Linked DNA regions of Mus musculus: region 1 is linked to region 2. Evidence: chromatin contacts called from public promoter capture Hi-C data. All regions are on one chromosome and are shown on one strand. Each heading gives the region's core, a stretch centred on a gene start, on an enhancer-like site or on the middle of the called end of the contact. The rest is flanking DNA. Distances are from core to core; before and after follow the strand shown.

The links. Capture Hi-C pulls out chosen DNA fragments and counts their contacts.
Region 1: a contact with region 2 is called in a promoter capture Hi-C map of adipose tissue. The contact joins two enhancer-like sites. A contact is called at or near these places in 17 of 39 promoter capture datasets (the 3T3-L1 cell line, 3T3-L1-derived adipocytes, the C10 cell line and 10 more), 3 of 15 datasets of contacts at CTCF or cohesin (CD8 T cells, the NIH/3T3 cell line and large pre-B cells), 135 of 484 Hi-C or Micro-C datasets (the 63-12 cell line, 8-cell embryo, the AtT-20 cell line and 79 more), 12 of 115 datasets of contacts at active chromatin or transcription factors (the 230-238 cell line, the HPC-7 cell line, the NIH/3T3 cell line and 8 more) and 4 of 9 other capture datasets (adipose tissue, embryonic tail, liver and 1 more).

What each region holds. Positions count from the first base shown.
Region 1 is chr4:107,346,778-107,352,039 of GRCm38.p6, forward strand. It overlaps Yipf1 (Yip1 domain family, member 1), which reads left to right. Exons shown (of 10, transcript NM_145550.3): 9 at 3,637-3,761. The coding sequence ends at 3,726. Among named protein-coding and RNA genes, the nearest start is that of Ndc1, 19 kb to the right of the region's middle. Within about 2 kb of position 2,669, at least 23 of the 459 cell types and tissues checked have an H3K27ac peak or open chromatin away from gene starts, as enhancers often do.
Region 2 is chr4:107,228,662-107,233,869 of GRCm38.p6, forward strand. It overlaps Lrrc42 (leucine rich repeat containing 42), which reads right to left. Exons shown (of 8, transcript NM_029985.2): 8 at 4,853-5,208. The coding sequence ends at 5,070. Among named protein-coding and RNA genes, the nearest start is that of Ldlrad1, 22 kb to the left of the region's middle. Within about 2 kb of position 3,395, at least 15 of the 459 cell types and tissues checked have an H3K27ac peak or open chromatin away from gene starts, as enhancers often do.

The DNA.
Region 1 (5,262 bases), core at 1,419-3,918, 120 kb after region 2:
ATGCTTGCTGCCAAGCTCCATGACCTGAGTTCAGTATCCAGGACCCACACGCTGGAAGGAGAGAACCAAATTCCTTTACATCATTCTCTGATCTCCAAGCTCGCACTATGTCCTTTGTGATACACACACACACACACACACACACACACACACACACACACACACTAATAAATATAATTTAAAAGTAAAATAAGCCGGGCGTGGTGGCGCACGCCTTTAATCCCAGCACTTGGGAGGCAGAGGCAGGCGGATTTCTGAGTTCGAGGCCAGCCTGGTCTACAGAGTGAGTTCCAGGACAGGCAGGACTACACAGAGAAACCCTGTCTCGAAAAACCAAAAAATAAAAAAAATAAATAAAATAAAATAACTAACTCTCTAGAAGAGAGCATTATTATGAAGCAGAAAGAGCCCTGACCTGGGAGCTGCTTAGTAGTAAACTGAGGCACCATAACTGTCACAACCTCAGTTTCATTTCTTTCTGGACTTCCATGACGGTTGGCTTATGGCCATGGAAGCCCCTCCTTTACTGTGAAGGGTCCTTTAAGTCAGAGGCGTAAGCAGAAGTTCCAGGGCCACTCTGCTGCTCTCACAGGAGTGACCCAAGGTCACAGAGCTCATAAACAGACCAAGGCTCTTGTGTCAGACTGTGACTGTGTCCTTCACTCTCCCTGGACCTGGCCTGACCTGACCTGACCGTCTTCCATCGTATAATGGCTGAGAAGTTGGTGGAGAGGCAGAGGTAGGAGAGAGGCTCATTCCTTCCAGCTCTGAAAAGTCTCCTAATCGGGGCGTGCTGGCCTCTGCAGCAGAAGTGTGTGCTGGGAGAAAGGCTCTTCTTGAGGAGGAACTGCCGTGTTCTGAGCAGAGGAAGCCCTTGATGGCCAGATGTTAAGCCAAAGCCCTGTGTCTGAACTGTCTTCTCTCTGTTGGATATGGCTTCTCCTTTCTCTTCTGGAGGAGGGAGAATCAAAATAGAGGAAATGGGGGTCCTGTCCAGCTCGCACACCCACACTTTGGTTATAGAGGAAGCCGGGGGTCCCTCCAGCTCCCACACCCACACTTTGGTAATAGAGGAAGCTGGGGGTCCTGTCCAGCTCCCACATCCATGCTTTGGTTATAGAGGAAGCCGGGGTCCCTCCAGCTCCCACACCCAAGCTTTGGTTATTACTCTGGCCGCCTTTCTCTTTCCTAAGATAAAGGGACTGACCATGCACATCGTAGCACCGTCTGTCCTCTTGGAAGGTTTGGATAAGGTTTGCAGCATGAAAATTATGACAGGTTAGCTGTGTCAGGTGTCTCTCATCTGTCATCTCTGTTCTCAGGAGGCTGAGGCAAGAAGGTTTCCACAAGTTTATGGCCCACCTGGGTCTCATAGTGAGTTGCAGGCCCTTCAGAGGTATAAAAGCAACACCTTGACTTATGAGCAGGGGTTTACTGGGAGGACAGCTCAGCTGGTAAAGTGCTTTCAGAGGACTCTAGTTCGGTCTCCAGAACCCACATAAAAAGAGCTGAGCATGGTGCATGCTTGTAACTCCAGAATTGGGGAGATGGAGACAGGTGAGGCTCAGTGTTAGTCAGCCTAGCCTACGTGTGAGGAGGGGACCTGGTGTGATTATCAAGGAGGAGGTGGAGGAAGAAGAGGAGGAGAGTGTCAGAGGAATAAACTTGAGGTTATGCTCTGGCCTGCACACACATGTACATGTGTGCCTATATACCACACACAGGTGAACATACACAGACACACACATACGGAAAAACAGAGAAAGAAAACTGTTCATGTAATGTCAGAAGACATTATAATTATTGGAAAGCGGTGGGAGGAGTTGGCGAGGGAGCTGTTCGAGCTGAGGGGCACCAGCTGAAGCAGACAGCCTCGCCCGGCTTTCCCTGTCTCCCCTGGGAACCGCGGATTAGTGCTTCGGTTTCAGAGCAGTGATGTATGTGGCAGCCTCACATCTGCTGAGGTCCCTCGGTGACTGCACTGGAAAATGATCTCCAGGTCTTCACTGAACACACCTGGCAGGGACAGCGAAGGAAGCACAGAGCGTGGGTCCTTGGTGGGTTGTCGAGAGCCAGGCAAGCCCACGTTTGGATGATTACCACTGAGCTCAGGGAAAATGGCGCCTACTGGCCACAGTGCCTCAGGATGGGCTGAGCTGAGCACAGACCCTGTGCCACATCACTGGCTGTGCTAGAAGAAAAAGCCTTTTAGAGACTTTTTCCACCACCACCCCGCAATTTTGCAGACAAAACCGAGGAGGTAGAGAAGCCTGTCTAGAGGCACAGTGCTAGTAACTAGTGCAGACAGGGAACGCAGACCACTCAGCTCTGAGACTCATAGCTTCCTGAAGAGCATTTCCTCAAGTGGCCTGGAAGAGAGCCACTCCTTCACTGGTAGTCCCATTCAGTGTTCCTGAGGAGCAGACACGATGGCCTCGGTCTCACTCATGACCCCCAAGTAGAGGAATCGCCTTCCTTTGTGCCAGGAAACAGCTGCAAGAGAAACTTTTAAATTAGGTTTGCTCTGGGGCTGTGATAAGCTAGAGGGAGTTTCTGGGGGGTGGGGGTGGGGGGGCGGGTGGCAAAGAGAAGCTAAAGAGATCTGTTAAGTATGAAGGTTGGAACAGGCTGGGAAGCCCAAGTGTGTTGTGTTGGCACCCTCTTCTGGCTAATAAGGGCAGAGCTGCTGAAAATGGTTCTTAGCTTTTTACCTTTTCATCTTCCTGAGCCACCCATGCCAAGGGAATCCTGTGTATCTAGTGGCCCTTGGGATAGTAACAGCTTCACCCTCCCACACACCCTTTGAAGGGGGGGCTCAAGGCTAACAAGATTGGTGTTTTTCTGTGCTAACTTTAGTGTCCTCTGACCTTAAGGCAGGAGGGAAGATCTTCGTTGCCACCTCCCCTGTCCCATCACCTCCTCCTGGTTCCTGGCAGCTAAGAGTGACAAGCGGAAGCTCTTGTCACACACTTCATTCTCAAGCTCAAGTCCTGGGGACTGAGGTGTGCTTAGCACCTTATTTTCGAGGTCTCTGCAGAAAGTCAACTAACTGGTTTAGCAAGTCAGTCCATAAATATCTGGCTACTTGCTATCAGGCCAGACCGAGATGCTGGCAGAGCAGAGGTAGAGGCAGAGACAGTCCCTGTATCCCCTGTGTGACACAGTAATTGCTAGCGTGAGTCCTGGATCCACTGCTCATGCGCCACGCTCACTTACCCAGGGACAGTCTCTGTGAGCCTCAGTTTCTGCACCTGCCAGGAGAGATCATCGTACAACCCCTTAAGGTCTCTGAGAAGAGTCAGGCATGCAACATAGCATGGCCAGTGAGTGGAGCTAAGTTTTTTGTTGTTGTTGTTTTGTTTTTTCGAGACAGGGTTTCTCTGTGTAGCCCTGGCTGTCTTGGAACTCACTCTGTAGACCAGGCTGGCCTTGAACTCAGAAATTGGCCTGCTTCTGCCTCCTAAGTGCTGGGATTAAAGGCATGCGCCACCACGCCTGGCTGGAGCTAAGTTTTAAAAGGTTGAGTCAGGGAGATACACAGTGAGGTGGCTGCAGTCTGGTGTGATAACAAATATAATGGGGGGGGGGGGCCAGAGACTATTAACATGGCTCCCTCCTGTGTCTCCTTTCCTGCAGGCTTACTTCTTTGATGCTCCAGAGATGGACCACCTCCCAGCAGCTATAACCACTCCCAACCAGACAGTAACAGCGGCCAAATCCAGCTAATGGGGAAAGCAGGTGGTGGCATTTCATCTCTCAGGGTATGTCACAAATAGGAAGGTACATCAGTTCTGCATTACCATCAGGGACCAAAGGCTAGACCCTGAGCTTGTAGACCCTGGGGTAGCGGGGGTGGGGGGGGAGTCCCTGCTCTGGTGATCACACCCACCTTCTCTATCCCCACTACACTGTCCAGTAGCACAGAAGGATTTCTTCCATATCCTAATTGTCTCAGTGATTTTTCTGCATTCTGTGACGTCTCCGACTGATCTCTGAAACCAGTGTTGTCCTCTCTTGAAGGACCCCTGGATTTCTCTGAAGGCTTCTGGATTTCTGTGCTTCATGTGCTCAGGGCCTTTGAAGTTATTCCTCTGTGAATGGTTAGCTGAGCGGGTTAGAGTGTGCAAGAGAGAGATCCAGTTTCATAACTTATTCCTTGCCTCCTGTTCTATGTTCTTAGTACCTTTTTTTGGCTGACAAGTTCTCATATAGCCCAGGCTAGCCTCCAATTCACCGTGTACCTGAGGATGACCCTGAACTTGAACTCTTGTACTTAGTTCATCCTCCTGCCTCTGGTTCCGCAGATGCTAGTGTTACAGGTGGGTGTGTCTCATCATGTCCAGTGTGCCTTCCTTTTCCCCCTTTCCCTGTGGGCGAGGATTGAACCTGAACCCAGGGCCCGTACAAGCTAAGCAAGTGCTTTCTCATACACCCATGATGACTTTGGTGCGGAGGGACACTTACTGATTCCGTTACGGTTCCTTGTGCCAAGCATAGCTGGGTCTGCACCTGGATTTTAGTTTTATAGGACAGCACACATTGGTGAAGGGAAGCAAGGAAGGCCGAGAATGGACGCGCGGGGTTTTTTTGTCTGTTCTTGACTTGAGCATTTTGTTGAGCTTTTTCATGTTTAGTGACTTTTCTGTCCTGCACCACACTGCCTTATTTCAGTTGATGAAACAAGATGGAAGAGGTCCCAGTTTGTTTTTCACTCCCTACTGGAGAGCCAGAGATAAATGTGTTGTCAGTGTTGTTTACACACTTTCTGAAGGGAATTAAACCTTCAGTTGAGAGGAACATTTGAAAGATATCAAGAAGAAAAGATAAGGCTGTGAGTGGCACCTCCTAAGGCTATATAAAGTGCAGTTCTGTTGTCTAGAATGCTCTTCCCTTCCCACAGTCATCAGCTTCCTGGTGACCCTGACACTCTGTCTACTATGCTCTTGTGCTCAGAGCACTAACTGTCTGTATGTCCATCTGCCTCTTTGTTAATATGTTCAGTCATTTAGCCATCCATCTGTCCCCTGTGTATCAGTGTGACTCCCGGTTAGACAAGGGGTGGATTTCTTCATCCACCGCACAGCCTGGTATACAGTGAGCACTCAGTAAGTGTTTGTATGGGAACTACACTTGAGCCCGTTGTGGGACAAGAGCCTTCACTCTGCTCTGTGAAGATTGGCTGTCCTGTCTCCCAGGGCAGAGGGGATGTGTACTCACCAGCCTGTTGGGCAGATAGGAGGAGAATGAAAGCTTATTCCTACC
Region 2 (5,208 bases), core at 2,145-4,644:
TATGGGAAGCTATTGCTCGGCTGGCCACTGAGGACACATGTCCATGCCACTCTTTGTGCCATACATCATGGAAGGAGGTCTTGGAGATGGCTAACTGGTAAAGATCATCTGTTCTTCCAGAGGACTCAGGTTCTGTTGCCAACATGCACATTAGGTGGCTAACAACCGCCTGTAACTCCCTCACCCTCTCCTGTCCTAAGCACCAGACATGTATGCCATGCAGGGCACTCACATACGTTTAGGCAAATTATCATACACGTGAAGCAATGAATCAGTGGTAGGAGGGGATGGAGTTTCAAAAGACAAATGCCAAATGGAGTCTTCTTACTTTCACAAACGTGCACACACATCACACTCACACACACACATCACACTCACACACACACACACACAATACACAACAATACAAAAATCAAACTAAGAAATAAAACAAGCAGTAAACAACCACAAACAATTTTAAGGCAAAGCATTGCTTATCCTAAGGGCCAGGGATACAGCTTAATGACAGAACATTTGCCTGGCATATATAAGGCCCTAGATTTAATCAATAGCTCTAGGAAGTGGAAAAAAAAAAGGCTGACCCTCCCATGTTTGTCAAGTATATAGTAATTACCCCAGCCATATTATACCAGAGAAAGATGTTGACTCCACGTACTACAGGGTCACTGAGTAAGCAGGGACAATACCACCTGCAGGCTGGCCAGAAATTTTTGACCTGTTCCTCAACTACTAGAATAAAGACTAGATTTTCACTTGAAAGGCAAAATTAACTGTTGAAATAGTTGTTTAAAGGACTTATCAGTATAGGAAAGCCCTTAGAACAAAGGAGTTTTAAAAAGGAACTCTTAAACCAGGAGTGGTAGCACACACCTTTAACCCCAGCAGTCAGCAGGCAGAGGCAGGCAGAAATGACGGTGTGGCAGTGATGGTGTGCATTTGGGGTGGAGTGGTCAAATTAGGTTCAGGTTTGACTGATAATATACACTGTGTCTGACAAGCAAAGTTATTGGCACTAGGAATTTGGTAAGGTATGCTACTGTCTGCCTAAATATCGCTTTAAAAACAACTTTTAAATATTTTAAAATAGGTGTGTGTGTGTGTGTGTGTGTGTAGGTGCTGAGGCCAGAGGCATTGGAATTCCTTTGGAACTCAGGGTATAGGCAGGCCTGAGCTACCCAGCGTGGGTACTAGGAACCAACCTCCAGTCCTCTCTCTCTGCAAGAGTGGCACAGTTTTAGCCACTGAGAATCTCTCCAGGCCCACAAATGACATTTTAGAGCTCAACTTTATGTGGACAAAAACCAGTGTGCACTGTGCTGGTCAGCTGTGCTTCTCTGACACAGACACATCTGAGATAACTGACCTAAGGAAAGATGCACTCGGCCTGCTGTTTCAGCAAGGGGCTCAAATGTTCTAAGTCAGTGGTAAGGCAGGGAGTGTGTGTGGAGCAAAGCCTCACATCGTATCTCTTTGTTTTGAGGCCTTGAATTTGAACTATGTAGTTGAGGATGACCTAAGTTTCTGATGCTCCTGCCTCTACCTCCTAAGTACTTGAATTACAGGCAGTTGCCACCCTTCATTCCCTGTTTCTGTGGTTCTGCAGCTTGAACCCAGGCTCTCATATATAGATGCTAGTCACACATCGTACCAGCTGAGCTACATCTCCACCTCAAGACTCCATTTCTCAGTACCAGTTTTCTGCGCTGGCTCTCCATTGCTTTAACAAAATACTCAAAAGACCTGTGGTCTACCAACTTCGAAGAAGAAAGGCTAAGACCAGGCCTGCTTAGTGCCATTAAGGTGGCACATACCTGTAATCCCTCATTTGGACGTCTGAGGCAAGAGGGCTGAGTTCGAGTTCAGTCCTACTTACGTGCATATTGAGTTTGAGGTAAGAATGGATTACGTAGTAAGGTCCTGTCTTAAAAAGAAAACCAAAATTGAGTTAGCCAAATGGTTCATCGGGTGAAATGCTTTCAGTGTATGCCTGTGGACCTGAGTTTCATTCCCAGAATCCACATAAAAAAACAAAAGAGGAACTGACTTCATAAAATTGTCCCCTCATCTTCATGTGGGCCTAAATACACAGTTGCTTGACAGAGCTCCTTTTAGGCCTGTGGCGAGACAGGATACCAAGGAAAGAGTGTGTAATGTATGTGTGTTACACATGCAAGAGAATGTAGAACATGGCCCCAAGCCTCAGTAGGCCCTCAGAACTTAGCACAATTGACTTTATCTTTTTTTCTTCTTTTTTGGTTTTTGAGACAGGGCTTCTCTGTGTAGCCCTGGCTGTCCTGGAACTCACTCTGTAGATCAGGCTGGCCTCAAACTCAGAAATCCGCCTGCCTCTACCTCCCAAGTGCTGGGATTAAAGGTGTGCGCCACCATGCTCGGCCACAACTGACTTAATGATGGAAGCACCATGCAGGTCATAAAACTCAGCACAGACAGCATCACCTACCAACACTAAAACAAAGATCTAATCCATCAAAGTCCATAGTTCTGGGAAAAGTCTCTAAATGTATTAACTTTGCTTTTTTAGCCTCTGTAGTATTGCTTCTGGCTAACTGTTCTTGTTAACTTAAGTATGTCAAACCAGAACTTGTTTTTTTCTGCTTAAAAGCTCACCCTGAGAAAGGCTCATTGCTATACTGGGATCCCAAAAACTCAGTATAATCACTGCCTGGCTAGTAAACACTTCCTAGTGGCTAAACTCCTTCTCTGAGCAGTGTTCTCTGGTGGCTACCCCACAAGGGATGAAAGCTGCTTGGCCCAACTGCTATCATGTGAGTGAAGAGTGCTTGGCTTTTCTAACAAATTCCAACCCAGACCCATCAAGACACAAACCTACAATCCATAATTAATCCGTAAGCAGGATTGGTGCCCTCACGATCCAGTCACCTCCCAAAGCCTGTCTGTGAGCGCCAGGGAATAAGCCTTCAAATTCTGAACCTTGGGTCCATTTAAGATCCTAACCTTAGTGTGGTGCCCACCTGTAACCTCAGGTTAGACCATATAATGAGACAAAACATAGTGTCTCAAAACATCAAGACAAGAATCCCATAACACGCTCTGTTATTTGCCTTATCATAAATTTCACAAGTCCGAGCTTTTGCTATGACCTTGGGTGGTCTTCTGTATAGTGGTAGCACCATGCATAGCTCAGAATAGCAAATGTAAACCAACCTGTAATAAAAATTTGGCTAACTTCCAGTGTTTCCAAATATCAAATCGATGTTTTCTATTTCTTGAGATTATTTTCTCTCTTCTTTAGTTGCCTATTTAAGTCTTGCTGTTAACAGCCTTTTAAACATCGGTATGTCTAGAACAGTTCCCAATCTGTAGGCTGTGACCCTTTGGGAGTCACATAGCAGATATTTACATTATGATTCATAACTAGAAAATTACAGTTACAGAGTAGCAGCAAAATAATTGTATGGCTGGGTCACCACAATATGAGGGACTGAATTAAAGGGTTGCAGCATCAGGGAGGTTAAGAAACTCTGGTGTAGAGACAGAAATAAAAGAGAATTCACAAACCCAAGTCATGTACGCCATCTAAATTTTCCTAGTATCCACAATTAGAAGAGTAAAACCAGGCATTTACTGTTTTATGCTTCTTGAGACAAAACTCGTATACCCCAGGGAGGCCTGGAACTCTTCTAGAGCAGAGATCAGAGGCATGTGTCACCACCTCTACTCAAGAGGATTTTTCACGGACATTTTAACAGCTCAACATGGGAGCATTCTGCACTCAAGCTTCCAGATCAAAGGCTTTTTTGTCCAGTGTCCAGTGTTTACAAAGCTAGGCGTTAAGAGCCTTGATACTCACTGGTATCTTCTGGGTGCTTGCTGAAATTGCTTAATCTTTTAATGTAGCCCAAGCCAGCCTTGAGTTCCTGATCATTTGGCCTCTACCTCCAATTTTTTTTTTTTTTTTCAAGACAGGGTTTCTCTGTATAGCCCTGGCTGTCCTGGAACACACTTTGTGGACCAGGCTGGCCTCAAACTCAGAAGTCTGCCTGCCTCTGCCTCCTGAGTGCTGGGATTAAAGGCGTGCGCCACCACGCCCAGCTTCTACCTCCAAATTTTGATAACCATATGCTATGCTCATCTAGAAATTCCGAATCTAGCCTTACTACAGACCTGCTGAAGTTAACACTGGCTAAATTGCTTGAACTGCACAGTCCTCACAACGGTGCTTGCTTTTAAACAAGAGTTTCCTGGTGCCAGGTGTAGTGGCACGCACCCAAACTCTGGCTAATCTGCCAGCCACCTGTCTTTGTAAACAAACAAACAAACAAAGAAAATGTATTGGCAGGCAGCCATATTGATTTACTGTGTATAGCTGAGTATCTGTAAGAAAATTCTTGTGACCTGAAGAAACCTACAGTATTTATTATCATTGGGACTTTTCCAGGAAGTCTTAAGTTGGAAAAAGCTTCTGCCCTCTTACTTCCAAGACTGCTGTGAGTCACTTGGGTTTTAATGAATACCTCCAATGGCTGGGATTTCAATAAATGCTAATGATTGTTGAGAAGGCAACAACACAGGATGGGCTTTGCAGCCAAGTAGAAAGAAGTGTAAACTCTCACTTCCTACTGTAAGCTCTATGACATTGAACATGCCACTTAACTTGATGTTAAAGGTTCTTGGCTCTGAATTTTGGCTTGTTTCATGTATATGCTACGAGGCCAGGGCATGGCCCAGGGAAGCATACAGTCAGCAGCAGCTTCATTCACATCTACATTCTATCAGCTGTTCCAAACTGTAGCAAGAACAGGTCATACCAAATTCATTAGTTCACATGGTGCTATCTCCTGTGGCTCCAATCTGCAATTCAAAAGCAGAATTCAACGAGAGCAAAAGAGTTTATTTGAAAAAATTACTATGTATTGAAAATATACATTAGAAATTATTACATACGTCCATAGCCTTCCCTCCCGCACCACAAAAGTAGAAATATCTGCTTGCTATGCTAATGCCATAGGTAAATCCAAACCAAAAGAAAATCACCAGCAGTCTCCCCTCCTCGTACTGAGGTGGGGGAGGTCGACTGTATGTGTCAGTCAGTAGGAATTGAGCAAATCCCAATCTTCCACAGCCAGACACACACACTTCTGCTTGGCCGACTGGGGCGAGCTCTGCTCCTGCTCTGACTCCTTGAAAGCTCTCTTCTTGCTCTTCTTTGATTCTTGGCTCAACAGT